Regions from separate parts of the Mus musculus genome. Here region 2 is linked to region 1. The links are chromatin contacts, called in public promoter capture Hi-C maps. All regions are on one chromosome and are shown on one strand. Each heading gives the region's core, a stretch centred on a gene start, on an enhancer-like site or on the middle of the called end of the contact. The rest is flanking DNA. Distances are from core to core; before and after follow the strand shown. Region 1 holds the start of Tm9sf4 (transmembrane 9 superfamily protein member 4). Region 2 holds the start of Rpn2 (ribophorin II).

Region 1 (3,679 bases), core at 722-3,221:
GTCACTGGACATTCAAATATTTGCTGAATGAAGAAACGTACACCAGAAATACATATTGCTAACTTATAAACTCTTAAAAGCTCTGTACAGGGCAGGAATTTCCCTGTGCAGTGCTATAAATGCCACCTTACTAAACTCTCTATGAACAAGAAAGGGTGTGACTTCCTGGCTTCACATTCGCCTTATTCTGAATGTGATAAAGGAGAAAAAGGATTTCAACATCCCACTTTAGGGATTTACCCCTCTTCATGATTCATACTGAAGTCTGTGGCCACAGAAACCAGGGAAAGCTTTGAATCTGCTTTTCCCCTAAACAGAGCCAAATATCGAACTTAGGCTCCTGGGTACGCTCAAGCAAGTGCTCCACAAAAGGGGTTACAATCCGCAAAACCTTGAACATTTTTACCTGATTTCTGGGGTTATAAACAAGGAACCTAATTTAAAAAAAAAAAAAAAAAAGTCAGCCGTCTGCTAACAGGACAGACTCCTTTCATGAATTAACCTGGCCCTGTTTAGAGAAAACCAACATCAAATAACTTAAGCAAGAATTTTCCTTCAGTAGAGTCAAATGTCACAAGCTTTTTCTCTGAGTCTTTCTTGTCATTCACTACCACGATGGAATTAATTTTATCTTCTGAGGCAGCAATGTACAAGACCACCCAGGAAAATTCACTTTCGACTTTTGTTCTCATTTCTTGGCAAACAGAATTTGAGGTGAACTTCTCTTAGAAAATCTGACCTTCAAAAACTTAATTCTGTGGTTGATAAACAGAAGTCAGCTAGTGACTCATCCTTCAGGCACAGGTATATTACCTCCACTCTCATCCACAAAGAGACTTAATTCTAGTCAGCTTCATGATAGTGACCCTTTATCTGTAAGGAGCTGTGTGGAGTGGGAGGGGGATACAGACAGGCAGGGCCAGAGGTGTTTTTAAACGGTAACCCAGGGACCACCTCCATTATAAACACAGGACTGTTTGTGAGACTATAGATTCCTGAGCATGGCCTAAGGTATTGCAATCTTTGGGAGTGATGCTCAGGAAACTATTTAAACATGCCTCCCCACCAACAACCCAAGATCCCCGTGCACAGTGGGGTTTAAGAACCAATCGGATAAAAGCACTTTAGGAGAGACAGATTTTGACAGAAAAGGCAGGAGAAGGGCAGGGCCTGGGGATGGGATGATGGGCATGGGATGCCCTGGTACAGCAGCAATCAAGCGGGATGCGCTATGGGAACCGCTGAGGGTGCAGGTAAGGACAAGGCTCGGGCTGGTGCGAGCAAGGTGGCACCCGCAGACTGGTTAGGCTGATGGGTATGTGGAGAGCTGGGTATGAACGTGAGGAGGAGGAGCGAAGGCAGAAATAACGGGGGCCTCTCGGGAGGAGACAAAGCCTGGAGGGGAAGAAATGGGAAATAGGGGTGACAAGGGGCGGGAACGAAAGCTGAAATGAGAACCGTGAAGGCATGAGCCGAAGTCTTCCTTCCAAGCGGCACCTCCCCTAAAACTCCAGGCCCTGACAAGCCTAGATGCCATGCCAAGGCTAGAGAAAGGGACTTTGTAGAGGCCGACCCAGTCAAGGGTAACCCGAGCAGGGGTTCTGGAGGAGGCTGGGAACCAGGCATGGGGCGCTGGAAGGTCCTGGGCTATCCAGGGGGGCCCTGCTCCAGCTCCGGTTCCCGGAGTCTCCTTCACTCACCATCGCCGCCGCCATCTTGGATCCACGTGTCGGCGTGATGACGTCAGCGGAAGTGGTGCTTCTGTGGTTACGGAGTGTAGCTCCACTAAGGGGACTCCTGGCTTCAGATTCTTCTGTAGTCGCAGTAGTGAGGAGGTAAAAGAAGCTTAATTTCTCCTTGGCAGATTGGCCTTGGCAGTGAGGTCTCTGACTAGGTGAAGAGAACGTACGGTGTAACTATTGGAGCCATATTGACTTCTGGCAGACCCGCTCCTCCGCCTACTCCTTTTGCATTGTGGGTAATGGGGGTGTGTGGAAATAGGCGCGCTCCCTGGATGCTTTCTTTAGTATTGGCAGAAAGAGTCGTTGCCAGGGTTACCCGGGACCTTAATTGTGAAACGGAAAGCATGGTAAACCCTCTCTGACAGCTTCTGATTTAGAGTAATTTGTAATTATATGTTTAAATATTTATTTGACTATAATATAGTCTTACTAATCGGCCGTAATAACTATGAAGGTAGGACTCTGTCTTTCCCTTACACTGCGTTTTTGTCGTCAGTGAAATGGGGCAGAGATTTCTAGATTTTTTTTTTTTTTTTTTTTTTTTGGTTTTCCGAGACAGGCTGGCCTCGAACTCAGAAATCCGCCTGCCTCTGCCTCCCGAGTGCTGGGATTAAAGGCGTGCGCCACCACGCCCAGCTCTAGATTATTTTTATAATTGGCTTATGTTAAGTATCCACTGACACAATCATATAAAGTATTCAATAAATAATTGTCATTATATAACGTATGTACATTCCTTCACACATATGGTAGGTGTCCCAAACAATATGCTTTGTTAAATGAGTGAATGAAAAGCAGAACACTTAGTGAAAGGAGACATTTTTCAATGTGGACTTCTCCATTCTAACTGGCTTAATGTATGACTTGAAGCAAGTCACTTAACCATCTTAAACTTAACTTTCCAGTATTGACTTAAAAGGGTCTGGGGAGGACTCAAAGGATCATAATGGAGAAAGACTGTTTGGTTCATATATACCACTGTAAAGTGTACAAAGAGCCAGTGCGGTCTTCTTAGATGGATCCAAAAAGCTGTTAAGAGAGTAGTAATGAGTTCTGAGGATATAGTTAATTTAGCAGATAGCCTGCCTAATCTTTAGCACTGGGACTTGTAATCCCCAAACTCAGAAGGTCCAGCAAGAAGAGTTCATGGTTATCCTGGGACATGTGAGACCTTGCCTCAGTCATCATCGTTACTATCATCTTTATCATTATCCGTGTTCAGTGGCTCACACTGGTAATTTTTGCGCTCAGGATGCTGAGGAAGGAAGGCATGGTGAGTTCAAGACCATCCTGAGCCATAAAGAGAGCCACGGGCTAAACAGAAAACTCAGCATTGCTTAAGTACTGTGCCAAAACTGGTCTTAAGATTTTTAGTTATCTCTTCTGCACCTTGGCAAGGAACAGCTGAGCTCTGACCACCACTGTGGTCAGTACTGATTACTACCGTGGTGGATTTTTTTCTGCATAAATGTCTACTAACAAGCCTCTCCTTCTTGCATGTTATGAGCATACTGGTTCTCCTGTCAAAAGGTGAATTTTTTTCTCTTGTTGAATGCTGGGGTTAAGTTACTTGCTTTGACCAAATAGAGTGAATTATAAGTGTCTTCCACTTCTGTGTCTAGGCTGTAAGAGGCTTGAAGCTTCTCCTTCCTCCCAAGGATATAAATATGGCTGGGTGTCCTGCTGCATAGACAGGTCTATGTCATTCCTCACAGAGTTCTAGAAACCCCACCTGACAGTTACACATATAAAGGAAATAAGTTTGTGCAGTTCAAACCTAGCAAGCTACTAACTAAATATAGAACATGTGAATATCCTTATTGATATTTGGAACAAAAGAACTACTTGGTTGAGCCTAGTTGATTTAGTATTGGGTTGGATTGTTATGAGTGCTGAAAAACAAACCCATAAATGCCTGGGACCAACACACCATCCCA
Region 2 (3,679 bases), core at 872-3,371, 4.1 Mb before region 1:
GACAGGATTGGAGCTCATATGTTAACAGGTAGCAGAAGCCAATCCAAAGGACCTGTAGGCAACTGAAAGAAGGCAACTGAAAGAAGGGACCACAGCACAGCTCTGAGTAGGGAAGCGATCTGACAAGCAATTTAACAGGATTGCTTTGCTGAAGACAATACTGGGTTATACCCGTTACACCCGCCTAAGCAGGGGTGAAGACAGGAGGAGGGGGAGGAGCTATGTAGGAGGATACTGCCATGCTCCAAATACAGAAAGAATGAGAGCCAATAAGGGAACAGAGGTGGAGGTGCTAAGGAAATAGTCAGTCTTGCCACAATTTGAAGTTAAAACCTATCAGAATTGCCAATGGCTAAGAAGATGTAGAGAAAGAGACATCGAGGCATTTGGCAAAATTCCCAATGACCAATGGGCAATCAGGGATTTGATGTAGTGAAGGACTATGATCACCGCTCCTCCAGCTAAACTGTGAATCCCCTTATAGCCTCTGTGCCAGAAGCTGAATCTTTCTACACTTAAGCACAGTAGCAACTTTTCTGGCTCGTACTTGAACACTCAATTGAATGGGTAGGCCCAAATTATACTGAGTTCTTTGTATGCACTGCACCAGTCTTTAAGCCTTCTAATATCCAAGTGAGGTGGGTATTTTCTGCATTTTACAAACCAAGAAATGGTTTGTAAACTATTTCATACCTGTCACTCCAGGACTAGGGAAACAGAGGCAAGATGGTGAGTCTGAGCTGGAGCCCCAGCTTCATAGTAAGACCCTACCTATTCTGTGTGTATTGTGGTACATGCACATAAGTGTATGCCAGTGCACAGGCATGCAGAGGCCAGAGTAAACACAGGATGACTTCCTCTGATGTTCTATGCCTTCTTGCCTTGAGGCAGGGCCTTTTCACTGATCTAGAACCATTTTTGCTAGACTAGATGGTTACCTCTTGGGATCTGCTGGTCTCTGCCCTCCAATGCTGGGGTTACGTGCACAATGCAGCCAGCCATACCCAGTGCTAAGATTTGAACTCAGATCCACAAGTTGCACTGAACCAACTCCCAGCTCCCTAGACCCTATCTAAGTAAAGAAAAGAAAAAAGGTTCTTAAGTAGGTGCCCACTCCCTTGCCCTGAGACAAATAACTGAAACTCAAACTTAAGTTTCAATGCAAGTTCTGACTTTAGCCACTTTACCAACAAATAAAATAGTGACTTGAATACACTAAGATTCCCACCTATCCACTCAGAATCTACCAAGCATTGAGTTTTGCCCGGCACTGTTAAAAGCAAGCACAGAAATATCATTTAACACAACTCTTGCGAAGCAGATACCAGATGAGAAACTAAGCTGTTGAGTCCCTGGCTTCTGTTCTCACAATCAATACGTGGCCGGTTACAAGTCTGCACCCGTAATATCACTTCATACCCTAGGCTTTCAGCTCCCAGACAGACCTGTGAGTCTCCTGTCCCTGTCAGGGAAAAGGAACCTAGAAGTCGAAGAAAGTCTAGTGACATGCTCAAAAGCTTTCATGATGCCAGGGGTGGCTCTCTGTGACAGGCGTAGGCCGCTGGTACTACTCGAATGAATGGAGGAGGCCAGGCTCGGGCTCCGCGCTGCCCGGGCTCGCGCTCGGCCTTGCGGGGACCCGTAGTCCCACGTCGCACGCCCCGCCACCAACCCTTCGGGTCCCCAGCACTTCACCAGCTCGCAGCCTCCGCCACACGCTCGACCCCGAAAGCGCCCGTGCCCATGCCCCTGCCCCGTAGGGGAGGGGAACCGCGCCTAGCCGGCGCCCGTGTGGTCCGCACTAGCCTCCCGCGGGCGACGCCCCGCTCCCCAAAGCGTGTCGGCCGCGGGGCCCCACTATTGAGCCATGCGCAACGCCTCACCCGGCGGCGCCATTCCTCCGAGCAGGTCCCACCGGAGCCCGAGCAGGCAGACTTCCGCTCCGGGAAGTGGCTCCAAGAGCGCGCCGGAGGGGACGCCAGGGACCCGCGGCACACGCCACTTGCCAGAATGGGCTCCCGGCAAAGGTCAGTCGCGGCGGTCCCGCTTGGCAGGGCCGTGCCCGGCAGCCGCAGTGTGGGGCAGTTGAGTCGCGGCGTGCGAACCTCACTCACGGGTCCTGCTTGCCAAGCCGTCCTCTCCCCCGCGCCGGGACCCACTTGGAACCGACCGCCTCTCAACCGCCCTGCTCACGCCGCCACCGGGACCCGATTGGGCCGGGCCTTGGGGCGGGCCTAAGACGGGGCCACCTCTGATTGGCCAGTGACAGTGACTGGCCGGACGCGCTGTCACTCACGGTTCTCTCCCGCAGCCCGGCCAATTTTAAAAGGGTCCGGTTGGGAGGGGAGCGTTATCGTAACATTTGATTTTATCCACTTTGGGAAATTATGGTTAATGCATTACTTAGATTATTAATAATTGGCTGGTGAGTGAGGGTTTATCCAGTTTTCAAACCTGTGAGCTATACAGGTAACGGAGAGGAGCGTTTTAAAATGTTTGATTTTTTTTTTTTGAAAATTTCATACAATATATTTTGATCATATTCATTTCCTTCCCCCAACACCTTCCATATCCTCCCCCAACTCCCTACACACCCAACTCATGCTCTATTTTTCCTCTTTCTAAAGTAAAAAACAAACTAAGCATGGAGTCCTGCCCTGGAGAGTGGTTGATATACCCAGTCACTCCACTGAAGAAAACTGATTTTCCCTCTCCCAGCAGCTATCAGTTATGAATAGTTTTGGCTACAGTTGGGTCTTTTGTGCCCACTCCCCCTTCTCTGTGTTTTGTATGGCTTGAGCTTTTGTGGGTCTTGTGCATACTGACACAATCCCTGAAAAACTGCTTATTGGAAGCCGTTTATCACCCCTGGCTCTTAAACAATCCTTCTCCTCTTCCACATAGACCCACGCCCATGAGCCCTGAGGTAAAGGGGATGCTGTAGACATCCCATTTAGGGCTGAGTGTCCCAAGATCTCTTATTCTCTGTGTGTTGACCAGTTTTGGGTCTCCGTGTTAATTGCTGTCTACTCCAGGAAGGGTTGAGGGATGCGCTGGTCTGCAAATTTAACAGACTCAAAAATGGAAGCCAGAACTAATGTGTAGCTCTGATTACCGAGCTCACAATATAGGCAGAAAGAGTACTGAGCACCCTACATATGTTATCTTATTTACTCTTTATTATTATTCTGTGAAATGTTACTTTTAATACTTTAAAAGGAAGGAAATATTTCAGCCCTTGCGTTCTGATGACAGCCTAGATGTGTGCTAATTAACTATTGTGAACATGTAGAATTTTGCAATACAGCAATGCTGCTTCTCTTCAGTATCACTCCAGATATGTAGCGGGGAGTCGGACCACTCCTCCATACAGCAGTCACTAGCTCTCTGCAGTAATTTCTCTTTGAACTTAGTCCAATTAAGTAAAATTTAAGCTTCAGCTCCTCAGCTATACTATGCTTCTGATCAGCCAATGCTGTGCTCAGGGTAGCTGGTGGATCTTGCACTGAGTAATTTGAAATTACAGGACAGATATTTTCATTATCCCAGAAAGTTATATTGGGTAGTGCTGAACTAGGATATATTTAAAGAACTCTACCAGTTCAGTAATAAGACAAGCCAGTGGTGTGCTAGAGAGGGAGCCAGCTGTTAAGTTTTTTGGAATTTTTGCAAATAGCTA

What was found. Promoter capture Hi-C pulls out the DNA fragments that hold promoters and counts their contacts.
Region 2: a contact with region 1 is called in a promoter capture Hi-C map of pre-B cells, with 4 times the contacts expected there. The contact joins the promoter of Rpn2 here to the promoter of Tm9sf4 in region 1. A contact is called at or near these places in 2 of 39 promoter capture datasets (liver and pre-B cells).

Annotation. Positions count from the first base shown.
Region 1 is chr2:153,159,593-153,163,271 of GRCm38.p6, reverse strand. Tm9sf4 (transmembrane 9 superfamily protein member 4) reads right to left here and starts at 1,971. Exons shown (of 18, transcript NM_133847.3): 1 at 1,701-1,971. The coding sequence starts at 1,715.
Region 2 is chr2:157,277,540-157,281,218 of GRCm38.p6, reverse strand. Rpn2 (ribophorin II) reads right to left here and starts at 2,121. Exons shown (of 17, transcript NM_019642.4): 1 at 1,884-2,121. The coding sequence starts at 1,896. It overlaps Mroh8 (maestro heat-like repeat family member 8), which reads left to right and starts at 1,670. Exons shown (of 25, transcript NM_001039557.4): 1 at 1,670-2,027. The coding sequence starts at 1,744.